Regions from separate parts of the Gossypium hirsutum genome. Here region 1 is linked to region 2. The links are chromatin contacts, called in public Hi-C maps. All regions are on one chromosome and are shown on one strand. Each heading gives the region's core, a stretch centred on a gene start, on an enhancer-like site or on the middle of the called end of the contact. The rest is flanking DNA. Distances are from core to core; before and after follow the strand shown. Region 1 holds the start of LOC107891947 (probable serine/threonine-protein kinase SIS8). Region 2 has its middle 48 kb from the start of LOC107945845.

Region 1 (6,740 bases), core at 2,497-4,996, 350 kb after region 2:
TAGTGGAAGATCCCATCTAGATAACTTAATATTAATATTAATATTAATTATTTGAGCTGTAATTATTTTTCAAAAAAAAAAAGAAGAGTTGAAAAATATACAAACTTTGTTTTTTATATATTGTTTCAATTAAAGGGACAATCAATAAATTTAAATTCAAATACTAAGATTTTTTAATTTAATCACGTGACTGGTTATAATAATTTTGAGATTTTAAATTCAAATTATATTTGTTTTGGGTTAGTTTTAAAATTTCATTCATGTATTTAGATGTTATTTGATAAATTTTTTTTAAAAAAGTAAGTGTTAAATATTCAATACCAAATCTTATAAGTACAGTTAAGTTTTACTGGATTTTGAGTTTAGAAAATAAAATTGACCTTCAATAAAATTGTTAAGTATATTAATAAAATTCACTCTTTCTAATAAAATTGTGAAGCTACTAAATGTAATTATGTTGTTTGATATAATTAATATTGTTTTTTAAAATTATTTATTTCTTAAATTTAAGCTTATTAATATAATAATTTGGATATCTCACTTTTTAACAATTTTTAAAAAATATGCTTAAGCATTTTCAACATTAAGTGATAAGTAGTTATCTACTTACTTATTCAACATTTTTTGTTGAATATTTTGTATTAATTAAAAAATTAATAAGATTGTCAAACACATTTAAAAAAAATGTCAAAAATTTTCATTTTCAAAATTTTCAACAATTTATCAAACACAAGCACCAACAAGTTTTTTTTTTTATTTGATGCAAAGAAAAAAAAAGACTATGTTCTCGCCATATGAAATATGAAATAGCATGACACTTCAAATTCAATATGAATTTTTTTATTTTTTATTATTTCAAAATATTAAATTATGTATTGAAAGAGTAGTACAAGAGAAAGAGCATTTCCAATTTTATCTTAATTGTCGTGGACCTATCTCAGCATCATAAACTTTTTTCTTTTTACACCAAAGGCTATTAATAGTATTTATGTTATAAAAGACTACGAAAAAAAACTATTTTTTATTTTTCTTTTCAAAAAAGAAGAAGAAATTTTGGGATTACTGAATCAAATACGAAATAAATATATAAAGCAACGAAACATCATAATATTATTGAATTTTTTCCGAAAAAAAGGTGATAATTAGATTATTTAGTGACTTGAAGTTCGTAAAAAAACCCCAAGAAACATCATTGTATTTGGAAGAAAACTTTGTGATCTCGTAGATTTTTTTTGTAATTCTTGGAATGTATGGATTATAATTGTAATTGAGTACTCATAATTATATGGATAATCTTTTAAAAAGAAAAAATTATTAAACACACACCTCTATATTTTCTCTATGACAAATTATAACAAATATTTTTTTAATGACAACTAAATATATTTTTAATAAAAACCTATGTAAAATATTTAATTTAGAATTTAGGTCTTTACGTCTCATGCATTTAGAATTTAGTCTTTTCATTTTTATTTTTAAGAATTTAATCTCTCTACTTTTTTGGATTTAAAAATTCGTTTTCAATTTATATATAACCACCCAACATTTTAATTAAAAAGTAACATTATAAAAATATAGAGAGCAAATAATATTAGAAATTAAAATTTCAATTTTAAACATATTAAAGGAACTAAAATAAAAGAATTATCCATTTTATAAAACGCAATAAAGAACATGGGGGGTGTGCGCCAAGCATAACAAAAAGACATTGGACTTTCCTTTAATATACAAGTATATAGATATTGAAATTAAATTTTTTTATTCGTGTGATACGTGTGTATTAATTAAAAGATATTTAAAAATTTTAAATTCACCCTTACCATAAGCCTATATTATATTTTTAAAATCGAATTTATATTTAAAACAATTACATTCAAACTCTAATATAGTATAATTAAATATGAATACAATAACATTGGACATTTCTTCAATTCTTAATTAAATTCAATTTCAATCTCAATCTCAATCAGTCAAAATAATTAAATATTGTTTCTAAAATTCAACATTGAATCATCAACAATTTTTAGATTGAATTGGTGATCGAACCAGTTAGGTTACCGATTTGTCGATCCGATCAATTCAATTAAAACTTATTAAAAAGTTAAAATTTTTTAAAAAAATCCAATTCAATTTTTGGTTCAATCGATTTGTACCAGTTCCCAGTTTAATCGATTTAAAGTCACTCTTTGAACCAATACCTCAATCGGTTCTTGATCCAACCGATCTGATCAACCGGTCCAGTTTGATTCAAACAACATTTATTTTAATCTGCATTTTTTTATACATTGAAATGATTAAATATTTTTAAAAGATAAACTTAAGTATGTATATGTGTATATATTAAGTATATAAAATATTTGTTTGATAAGTAGAGTTTTAATTTATATCAAATTTCTTTTATAAGGGTTATTAGATGTATTAGATAAATTCTTACAAAGTACATTTGATTCTAATTTTTATTATTACAAAAGTTTTGATTGTAGTTCACTCAAAAACAAGATATTTAGATAAAATTTGATTAACAATTGTTGTTAGTCTCTATACTTGGATAAAATTTAAAATTTAGTTTCTATACTTAAGAGGTTAAAATTAAGTCTTTTTATTTTTTTATTTAAAAATTTCAGTTTAATCATTAACATTCTTAGTACTTTTTGTCAAAATTTATCAAGTTGGCATATTGATTAGACCGTCTTCGTATAACGTTGAATATGATTGACAAAAAAATTAAACATGTAAAGTTGACAATTTTGGACAGAAATTATAAATAATGATAATGGTTGGACACTAATTTTTAGCTTTTAAAGTATAGGGACTAAATTTTAAATTCTAGATAAGTATAGATACTAATAGCATATTTTAACCTTAAAATTTTACCAAAAAAAAAAACTTTACAAAAGCGGCCGTAATTTGTAATTGCCTTACGGAAGGTGTAATCTTAAAAAAAAAAAACATTTTTTTTTACTTTCCATTGCAGTAAATTTCATGGGAATAGAAGTTAGAACAACTTTTTGTCTTCAAACTTGGTATCGAATAGAAGCTGACAAAACGAAAATCACATTAAAAATAGGCAGAAGAAACCCAAAACCAAACAATAAAATTAAAAGCTAAAAAGAAAAAGTATAATAACTTTTTTAATCCTCTAATTTTATAAAAAAAATTATTTTAGTCCTTTATTTAATTTTTTTATCATTTTTAATCCTTTAAATTTGCTCTGTTTGTTAAATCACTCAAAATAGATGAAAAAGAATAATGTTTGTTAATTTTGTTGACTGTATACACATGAATTATCACTTGGATGCCACGTTAATAATTTATGAATTTTTTAAATTTTAAAAATAAAAAATAAAAAATTACAAAAAGAATAATTTAAAAATTTTAAATTTAATTAATTGCTGATGTGTCAAAAGTTAATAACTTTTTCATCTATTTTAGAATGATCTGATAATCAAGGTAAGTTTAAAAGATTAAAAAAATAAAATATTAAATGAAAACTAAAATAATTTTTTTACAAAATTAAAGTAACAAATAATTAATCACCACAAAGAAAAGAAAAAAAGCATCAGCAAGTCATTGAAATGAAGTTCATGGTTAAATATGATTCCATTAACCTCAAATTTCCAACTCATCATGCCACCACCTTCCAAGTTGTAAGCAGAGTTTGGGGACGACAAGAATATAGAGAGAGAGAGAAAGAAAGAAACAAAAGAAATAAAAAGAAAGTATTTTTGCCACCAAAAACTGGAAAACTTTTTTTCCTTTTTCATTTGGGACATCGAAAATCCTTGTTGGCCTTTGCTCTATAAATCAAGTGGGTCAGAGTTTGTTGTTGTTTTCCGAGGGGTCCTACAATCCCACTTGTTAGTCCTTTGCTCCTTCTCTCTCTCTCTACCCTCTGTTTAGTGTTTACCTTCACTTGTTTTTAAATATATATATTTTCCAAACTACTCCCCTTTTCTATGCTTTCTTCTCTACTATCTATATCCGAAAAAGGAAGATCCATTCTTTTTCTTAATCTGGGTATTGGAATTTTTTGTTGTTTTTTATTTAGTTGTTGAAGCTGAAAGAAACTGTTTGCTTCTTTGTGTGCTGTTAAACTCTTTTTCCTTTTTTTTTTGGTGGATTTCTTTGTATGAGGAAAGTGGGGGTGTTTTCTTTGACCTGAAGTATCTGGGCCTTTCTGATATTTGACTAACTTTGCTTGGTTGTTTTGTGATTATGGTGGTTTTGGATTTTGGATTTGATGGGTTGATTTTTTGGGAAATCTCGAGAGGTAGAAGGTAATTGGGTTTTTAAGAAAAAGGGGTTCTTAAATTTGTTTTTGGATTAGTTTAAACTTTAGATTTCATGCTTGGTCCAAGACAATGGAGATGTTTATGGCCAGATTTTTATTTCTTTAGCATTGGCTGCTATATCTTAGTGAAATAATATGAAGAACTTCCTCAAGAAACTGCATATGATGTCTAATCAATCGGAAGATGTACAAGGGTCAACTTCATCGAAGAGTAACAAGTCCAGTATTGTATCATCATCTAGTGATAGGCCTTTACAGTCAAGGCCTCATCATAGTCCTGACAACAATAAACCATTATCTGTTCTTTCCAATTGGTTAAATTCAGTTGCTAATAGAAAAAGTCCCAGTCCACCATCTTCTTCAAATGTGAAGAGGGAGGAAACTATGGAACCTGCTGATTTAGCTACTACTAGTGCTTTAGAGGCTGCTTTGGATGCAGTAAGGCGTGATTCAGGGTCTAGTAACTCAAGGGATCCTGATGTAGAAGAGGAATATCAGATACAATTGGCTTTGGAGTTGAGTGCCAGAGAGGATCCTGAGGCAACTCAGATTGAAGCTGTTAAGCAAATTAGTTTAGGCTCTTGTGCTCCAGAGAATACCCCAGCTGAAGTTATTGCATATAGATATTGGGTATGTTTCCCTCTTCATTCCCCACTTTAATCTAATTATCTCGGTTGAGTTTAAGCAATTTATCCAAGTATATACTATAGGTTTAGCTTTAGCCAACTGTTTTGCATTGCATGAAATGTATATTATCTTTTCTCCTTAATTTATTTATATTTCTTTTCTGTTTCATCTTGAACTGCATGTAAACTTTATTTCGTAAATTGGAAAAGTTTGGCATATGAATTTCTGGCATGAAGGTAATTTATGCTTTAAGGGGAGAAATACTTTCAAAACCAAATCCAATAATGTTCTGAGGAGGGGTCTGCCTTGCGCTTGTGGTGATTGTGAGTCGTGATCCTTTTCATTTTTTCATTCCACTAAGAAATATGATTATAAATAGCATCATCAAAGCTTAAGCAAAGTTTCCAAATTCCCTATTAGTGCTGCTTTACATTTATCATCTTCCCAATAGAAAGGCAGTATTGTTGCTCATGTCACTGATGACAACCTTTTGCTAGAGTTGGTAAAATGTTGGTAGAAGGCTTACATTGAAACTAGGTATATGCTGGCAAAAGTCTAGGGACATCTAGTTTCATAATCTTCGATTTTGATGGCTTTTTTTGAGGAATTAGTATGAGGGTTTTTCATTTTGGCTAGTTGTTTATTTCTTGTCTGTTGGTTAATCTTATTGGACTTGAATTTATCCCCTTTAGATCTAGCCTCGAGGTTTATTTAAATCATCGTCTGACATTCTGTTCTTTTAAGTGTAAAGTCCATAGTCCATTTATTTCTTATCTTCAGCTAACATAGTCAGAAACTGAAATTGGTCTTTTAGATAAAGCTCTTTTGTAAATTTTTCATTGCTGCTTCTTAGTTGAATGGACATACTAAATTATATTTGTAAGCTCATGGATCCTTTCAATCCATTGAGAAAAGCATATGTTTTGAGACTTTCACTGTAATAGTCTGGTTTATGGTTTACACTGAACTCATGAACTTTGCTTATTTTGTTATTCTTCCAAGAAATTAAATGTGCAAGTCGAGCAATTAGAGGGTTGAATCAAATCTCGGTCTTTTTGTTTTCGAGTTGCTTTAGATTTAGGTAATCTTGGGTTTGTAATTTTGAATTTGATATTTTTGGGGGTTGGGTTCAAGCTGTTGATTTTTTTTTAATTTTATTTTTTAGGATTCAAATTCAATTAGATTTGGATTAATCTTTTAAATCAAGGAAGATTTTATCAACTGTTAGATTATTCCAGGTCATATTTTAGTGAACTTGTGGTGTACTCCAAAATTTGATTTTTGATGTCATATAAATAAGATATTCATGGCGCTAAATATTTTAAGTGATTCTCGGTAATTATGGTTTTAACTTATATACAAAGGTCATCTATAACACCAAAAGTCAGAAGTGGTTTAATTGCTTTTCTGAATCGTTAGAATTTTATTGAGTGTTAAAAAAAAAAACTATTTGAACATTGGATTATTAGATTCTCCATGTTTAAGAAAAAAGAAGTTATGGCTAAATTTGCTAATGTATCATTTTGGATTTTCTGAATATCTACTTTTGATTGCTAGATTCCTTCCCACTTCCAAGTTAGCTTTCTGGGATTTATTTGCTATATGTTTATTCCTTGCTAACCCAGCTCATATCGTAGATTTGTCCGTGCTTCACAGAATTATAATTCCCTTGATTATGATGACAAGATCCTGGATGGCTTTTATGACCTGTATGGAATTCTAACTGAATCCACTTCAGAAAGAATGCCTTCACTTCTTGTTCTGCAAGGGAAGTTGGTGTCGGACAATGTCTCTCAGGAAGCAGTTTTGGTCAATAGGGCTT
Region 2 (7,084 bases), core at 4,081-6,580:
TTTTTCGATAATCCATGGTCCCATCCAAGTCAACATTAATGTATCCTACTAAGCACATTGAACTATCTTTAGTAATCCAAATGCCAAGATTAGGACTACCGTAAATGTACCTAATGATTTGTTTGACTGCCTTGACATGGGATTTTGATTGACTTGATATCTTGGACAAACACCAAAAATAAAGTACAAATCAGGATGGCTTGTAATGATATATAGAAGGCTGCTGGTTATGCTTTTATAGGTTGTTTGAGGAGTGAACACTCCCTCAAGATTTGCACATAGTTTCTCATTAACATCCATAGAAGTTCTTTCTAGTTTAGATTGGTTAATAAAAAATTGTTCACAAGGTTTCTAGCATATTCCTCTTGAGATAAGAAAGTTCAAACCTCATATTGCTTGGCTCGAAATCCAAGGAACTAAGATAAATTTCTTACCATGCTCATTTTAAACTCACTTTACATCATCTTCATAAATAAGTTATTGGCAACAATTGAAGTAGCACCAAATATTATGTCATCGACATGTTTTTATGTCATGATTGTTGTCCTTCTATTCCTCTTAGTACATAATGTTTTGTCCATAAAACCTATTTGAATTTCTTACCTAAGTAAATACAGAGACAACCTATCATCCAAGCTCGATGAGCTTGTTTCAAACCATATAGTGTTTTCCTCAACTTGTAGACATACTCTAGAGTTGCTGTATCCTCAAATCCCTAAGGTTGAGTAACATACACCTCCTTTTTAAGAAATCCATTCAAGAAAGCACTCTTAACATCCATTTGGAACAAATTGATGTTAATATGTTCAACCATAACAAGCAATAAATGAATTGCCTCAAGCCTTGCATAGGAGAAATTGTTTCTTCAAAATCAATACCCTCTATTTGGGTGTCACCTTAAGCCAAAAATCTAACCTTGTTTCTAGTGATGTCGCCTTGCTAATTTTTCTTGTTTTTGAAGATCCATTTGGTGCTAATTATGTTGCAAACGGATGGCCTAGGCACCAACTCCCATACTTCATTCCTCTCAAACTGTTGTAACTTATCTTGCATGTCTTGGATCCAATGAACATCATTAATGGCCTATTCTACACATTTTGGCTAGATCTAAAAAGTGGAACAAGCCAATCAAGCCAAGCATTTATATTTATGTTTTGATCTGCCCTTTATTTCGATTCCGTCATGCATATTACCAATTATGTCAGCAACTGATTGATTCTTTCTAACTCTTGCTGAATGTTGAAGTTACTCACCATCATTAGGCTGATCATTGACTTAATCAATAACTTGAACAACTTGACCTTCTACTTCTGAATTTTCTTCAAGCATAGCAATAGTAAGGGAAGTGGGCACTCCCTCAAGCACAACATAATGAGTCTTACCTTTATCATCATTACTGTGAATCTCATGAACCCTAACATCATCAACCACCATATTGGTTGAATTTATGACCTTCTGAGTATATTTATTAAACACCCTAAAAGCTTTAATGTTGTTGACATAACCAAGAAAAATACCCTCATTAGATTTAGAATTTAATTTACTTTAGCATTTTCTGTCTTGTTTGGATCTCTTCTTCTAGTAGTGAGAATTTCGTCAAGTTTGTTGCTATTGGTTCTGAACATTTCAAACATAAGGTTTGTCTCTACAAGTTCCTTTTTGATCTTTACAATATTGTCTAGTTCCTCTACAAGAGAGCCTATTTAGTAGCTACCTGTTTGACCAAAACATCAAAATCTTCACCATCAATAGTACTGGCAATGAAAACAAAGAAATTTTAATGATCCTTTTTTGAATAAGATCCACTAGATGAATCATCATCACTTGAAGTTACACAAAGTGACTTTTTTTTCAGAGTGTTAGCACACATAAATTGGATATGACCATATCCTTGACATTCATAGCACTGTACACCCTACTTCTTGCCTTTTCAGGTTCTTTCTTAAAGACAATTCCCTTTGACTTGTTCCTAGGAACATTAGTATTGGCTTCCAACTTTTTAAATCTTCTTAATGATTTCTTGAAGGCCTTATTGAAACTCTAAGTAACATAATTTGTTCCTGAAGATCTTTAATGGTAAGATGTAGGGAGTTGGCGCTTCCTCATTCACCTAAAGAGCAATTTTTTTTCCATTTCATTTGCTTTGCTATGTTTAGCCTCATAAACGTTCATCTCAAAGTTCTATAAGAAACTAATGAGTTCATCAATAGCCAAATTTTCATTATCATTGACCTCTTCAATATCTCTAGAAGACACCTTAACACCTTTCAAATAAGCTTGGTATTTGAATATTCCATTCCTACATCAAAAGCCTAGTTTGGTAGATCACACAACTTTGCATAAAACTCTCTAATAGTATTTGATTCTTGCATTATTAAGCTTTCAAATCTTGAAGTCAGCATTTACATCTTTGATTGCATGACATTAAATGTTCCTTTATGAGTAGTTTCCAAGATACCCCAAGCGGTCTTAGCAACAATGCTTTTGGCAATTCTTTTATATTAATGTAGGTCAACTACACAAAAGATGACATATAAAGATTTAGAGTTTGCATTGGCCAATTTTTCTTCCTAAGTGGTCCCCTAAACCTCTAGCTTAACAACCACTTCACTTTTAGTATCCATTTTAGGTAGCTCTCATCTAGTTAGCATAGCTCAGTATGCTGCCTCTCCAATGGACTTAATGCATGCCTTTATGAATGCTTTCTAGTATGCATAATTGCCATCCTTTAGCATAGTGGGTCTTGAAGTAGATAAATCTTCCATAGCTTGAAACTAGTAACATTAAGGATCTCCACTAGCTATTTCAAGTGGTAAGCTTTTATAGCAATTAAAGCTTTGTTAAGGTATAAGCTATGTGCTTGGAAGGAATGGCTAAGGGAGTGAGTACTCCTTCAAGCATTACGTGAAACAAAAAAAGACACAAAGATTGTTTATATAGTTCGGTTTCCCTACATTTGCGGAGTCTAGCTCAGTGAGAAAATATTCACTATCTTCAACACATACAACAATTGGTCCTAATCTATCACTCACCCATGAAAAGTTCCTCACTTTTTCACTTTGAAGATTGATACTCTCATCACTAAATTCACCTCAGTGAACTCAACAAGTAAAACCACAACACAAAAGGTTTTACTATCAAAATGCACTCACAAATTAAAGTTCCTCACTAGAATAGATTAATTGCTCAATCTCTCAATACCAAAACTTATACAAGTTTCTCAATTTTATAGAATATTTCAATACTTGCTAATATAAGAATATCTATATCAATCCTTATTAAACAACAATGAAATAAGCTAAATACAATAGAATAATACTAAACAAGGTAAACTTATCCCATTGACAGCTAAGAATGCAATGTTCCAATCCAATCCAATATCCACAATATAGTGGATTGGATTGGGGTGATTCGAACTAATCAATCTTCTAAATATGTTTCCCCAAGTGATATGATCTTCCTTTATGGGTTAGATATCATCCTTGATGGGTTAGATATTATCCACATAATCATCACAACTCATAAACACATTTCAATAAATTGCCAACAACACAAATATAGAAACTACCATAAACTGTTGTAGTGATCCAGGTAGTCGACACTCCCTCAAACACTCAATCAACCTTTCCATATTTTTAAACAATATTTGTGGACAAGAAAATAATTTACTTAAGTTGATAATGTCATCACTTTAATGTGAATTAGTATTTTATTACATATTAAATTTTAGGATAAACTACCTTAGTAGTCACTCAACTATATTTTTTTCTATTTTGGCCACCCATATTTGAAAAGTTACAAAATGACCAATCAACTATTCAACTTTGTCTTTTTTAGTCACCGAACTATGTTTTGATTTTTGGGGTATTTCCACTTTTACGTTAGCTAGTTAGTGACCAAAAAGACAATTTAATAGTTGAATGACAAAAAAAAAAAGTTAAGTGACCTCTAATATAATTTACCCTAAATTTAATTTACTTTAATATCTAAAATAAATCCTCCTTATAACATCGTTAAAATGATTCAAACTGCGGTATAAAATAATCTCTAAATTAATCCAAGAATTTGCAGCCCTTTTTTGAGCACCACCTAAATATATATTTTGTCTTTTTTATAGAAATTTTAATTTGTCTTCATCTAATTAATTCATTAAATCCAATTTACCTTAATTTTAATAAAAAATAAGTCATTACAGGATTGAATCCAAGTAATCCAAATGCAAAAATAAATTTCGAATTCAAAACAACTTAAAAATCACATAACACGTCCGGGTCAAATTCTACCCTATATAGATTTTTTTTGTCCCTTAAATGGAATATAAACAATTTTATTTTTGGGAAGGGTTCACATTAAAAAATAAATAACTATTTATATAATTAATATTTTAACGATCCAATTGTTATATTCATGACAATTAAAACTTTTTCGAATTCAAAACATCTTAAAAACTATCCAACACGTCTGGCCCAAATCCAACCTTGTATAGCTTTTTTTCCCCATAAATGGGATAAAATCAATTTAGTTTTAGGGGAGGATTCATTTACATAGTGTAAAAATTAAAGTAGTTGTATACATTTTCGTAACTATTTATATAATTAATATTTTGACGATCCAATCGTTATATTTCATGGTCTATTCATGTAGAAGATCATGCATGTAAATTTGATGTAAATTGAAAACTTCTAACTGTTTGTTCTATGTAAAAAATTTCAACCGTTGAATATATATATGTATATATTAATATACAGAGTATTTTAGATTGATATGATAAATATATTAGATCGATTTAAAATTTTACATGTATGACAAGTACAATTATATTAATAAATTCAATAATTGGATTGTTAAAATACTAATAATATAAATAGTTACGAAAGTGTATAAAACTACTTTAATTTTTACACTGTATAAGTGGATCTCTCTCTTAGTTTTAGTGTTTGGATCAATTATATAATAAGAATTTTAATCCATGAAAAAAGTATCAAGCTTGTTCCTCATTCAATATATGAAAATGACTCAATCCAAATGATTTATAATTTATGAAGTACATATTTCTTGGAGGACAAAAATTAGTGGGTTGAGTGGTAAGATGTTTGATATCAGTGCAGTAAGGTATTGATTTTAAGTGAGTTTTACTCTCAATTTAGAGATCCAACCAAAAAAAGACTTGGAGAGGATGAATTATGAGAATAAATTAGTCTCACTCATAACATACAAGTTACGGGAATTGGCGAATATGGATGGACCAAATGAAAACGATGGAAGGGTGTGGTAGATAGGGTTGGATTGTCTCTCGTTGGGATGAAGGTAAGCATGCACTTGCAGGCTGGCTGTTGTTGGTCCAGTTGAGTAGCGTAACAGTAGTAGGTATGGTCCACAAACCATATGCATGCAGCATCACATAATTGAAACTCTGTCAACAACTTTTCTCAACACTAGGCTGTCAAGCTTTCCATTTTGATTTTCAACCACTTGGGCAATGGGAAAGGGATACCCATCCCCCCACTTGCATAGTATTGTTTAGTGATCATACTTGAGAAAAGGGTAAATAAAAGATGTGGCTAAATAGCTTAGTTCAAGCACAAAGATGATTCAAATACTCAAAAGGACAAAGTGATGTTTAAAAAATTGCTAAATAAAAAATTAGAAAAGAGTAAAGAAAATCCAACACCAAATTTATAGAAGTTTACCCCATTTCTCTCGACTTTCTTGCCAAGTTGCTTCCCAAATTTACTGTTAAGAAAATACTTGGTAAAAAATCTCTCCAATCCCTCTCAATTTTGATATTGAGTAAATTGGTTTCTCTAAAAAAATTGAAGTAATTTAGTCCCTGTTAATTTCGAAAGTGAGCAACTAAAGGCAATTAATCACACTGTTAATATTTTTCATCAATTTTACATAAATTTGATTAGTATAATAACAAATTTAGCTTTCATAACTTACACATTCTATCAAATTGGTCATGATTTAACAAATTTAACCCTCAATATTTTTGTAAATGTGTAAATGTTGAGATTAAATTTGTTGAATTTTTTAGAATTAAGATCAATTAACAAAATATGTAAACATCGAGGGTCAAATTTGTTATTATATTAAAAAAATATGCACAATTGACGAAAGACATTAATACTGTGATTAATTGTCCTTAATTGTCCACTTTCAAAATTGATAGGGGTTAAATTGTTGTAATTTTTTTGAGAGGGATCAATTTATTCAATTTCTAAATTTAGAGGGACTAGAGAGGCTTTTTACCAAAATACTTTTATGGTTAAAGTACAACATTGCAAATTTATATCTTTACAAGGGGAAAACCTCTAATCCGAAGTTTTTTATCCAAAAATCTTAAATACTCTCTGAAATTAAAGAAAACTTTGTGCAAACAAATATGAACTTCTAAGAGTAAGGGTTTGCAAAATTTAAGCTCTCAAGAATACAAATAAATGATTGAACAAAAGCATGCAAAGAAAAGATACCAAAACTAAAATATTTCTATATCTACCGAAACTATGGACTCTGCTAGGGGTTCCAATGATCTCGTTGGAAATCATGATATCCCACGCAAAGATTTGTCTCCCATGTTTATCAAGTGCCTCATACCAAATAATAATAATAATTTGCAAACACAATTGGTAGACTCATTAAAGTACATTATGTTAGTGTTAGTTGCACATTCAAAATGCAACGTGAGTTGCAACTCGCCTTGTAACAGGATTGCTGTGTAACTTGTTATATTTATTGGTATTTTATTTACTTAAAAATCTTGAAATTTTTTCATACATATCTTGTAGTATTTTTACAAACAAGTTATTAGATTCAACCTTATTGACTCTTTTAAAGATTTTTGACGTGATTGAATTCCCTTTAAAGTGATCAAATTTTCAAGAAAAGATTACACCTAGAAGACCTTTGGAGAAGACTTACTTGATCAAAATTTAAGGTAAATGAAGTTAAGGTTGATTAAAATTTTTTTAAGTTAATTTACACCTTTTTAAAAGAAGGCTTGTATTTGTAACTTGGTAGGAGAGATTTAAATCACTTAATTGTTCAATCTGAGGATTTTATTATTGCAAAAATTTTGTAAATA

What was found. A called contact is a pair of places that touch in the nucleus more often than the background predicts.
Region 1: a Hi-C map of leaf shows a contact between it and region 2, with 2.2 times the contacts expected there. The contact joins the promoter of LOC107891947 here to the enhancer-like site in region 2. A contact is called at or near these places in 2 of 34 Hi-C or Micro-C datasets (both in leaf).

The regions. Positions count from the first base shown.
Region 1 is chrD09:26,949,725-26,956,464 of Gossypium_hirsutum_v2.1, forward strand. It overlaps LOC107891947 (probable serine/threonine-protein kinase SIS8), which reads left to right and starts at 3,747. Exons shown (of 13, transcript XM_016816875.2): 1 at 3,747-4,921; 2 at 6,575-6,740. The coding sequence starts at 4,427.
Region 2 is chrD09:26,602,156-26,609,239 of Gossypium_hirsutum_v2.1, forward strand. No RefSeq gene overlaps it. Among protein-coding and RNA genes, the nearest start is that of LOC107945845, 48 kb to the right of the region's middle. Within about 2 kb of position 5,331, at least 2 of the 9 cell types and tissues checked have an H3K27ac peak or open chromatin away from gene starts, as enhancers often do. A contact at or near this core is called in leaf, where this site is marked.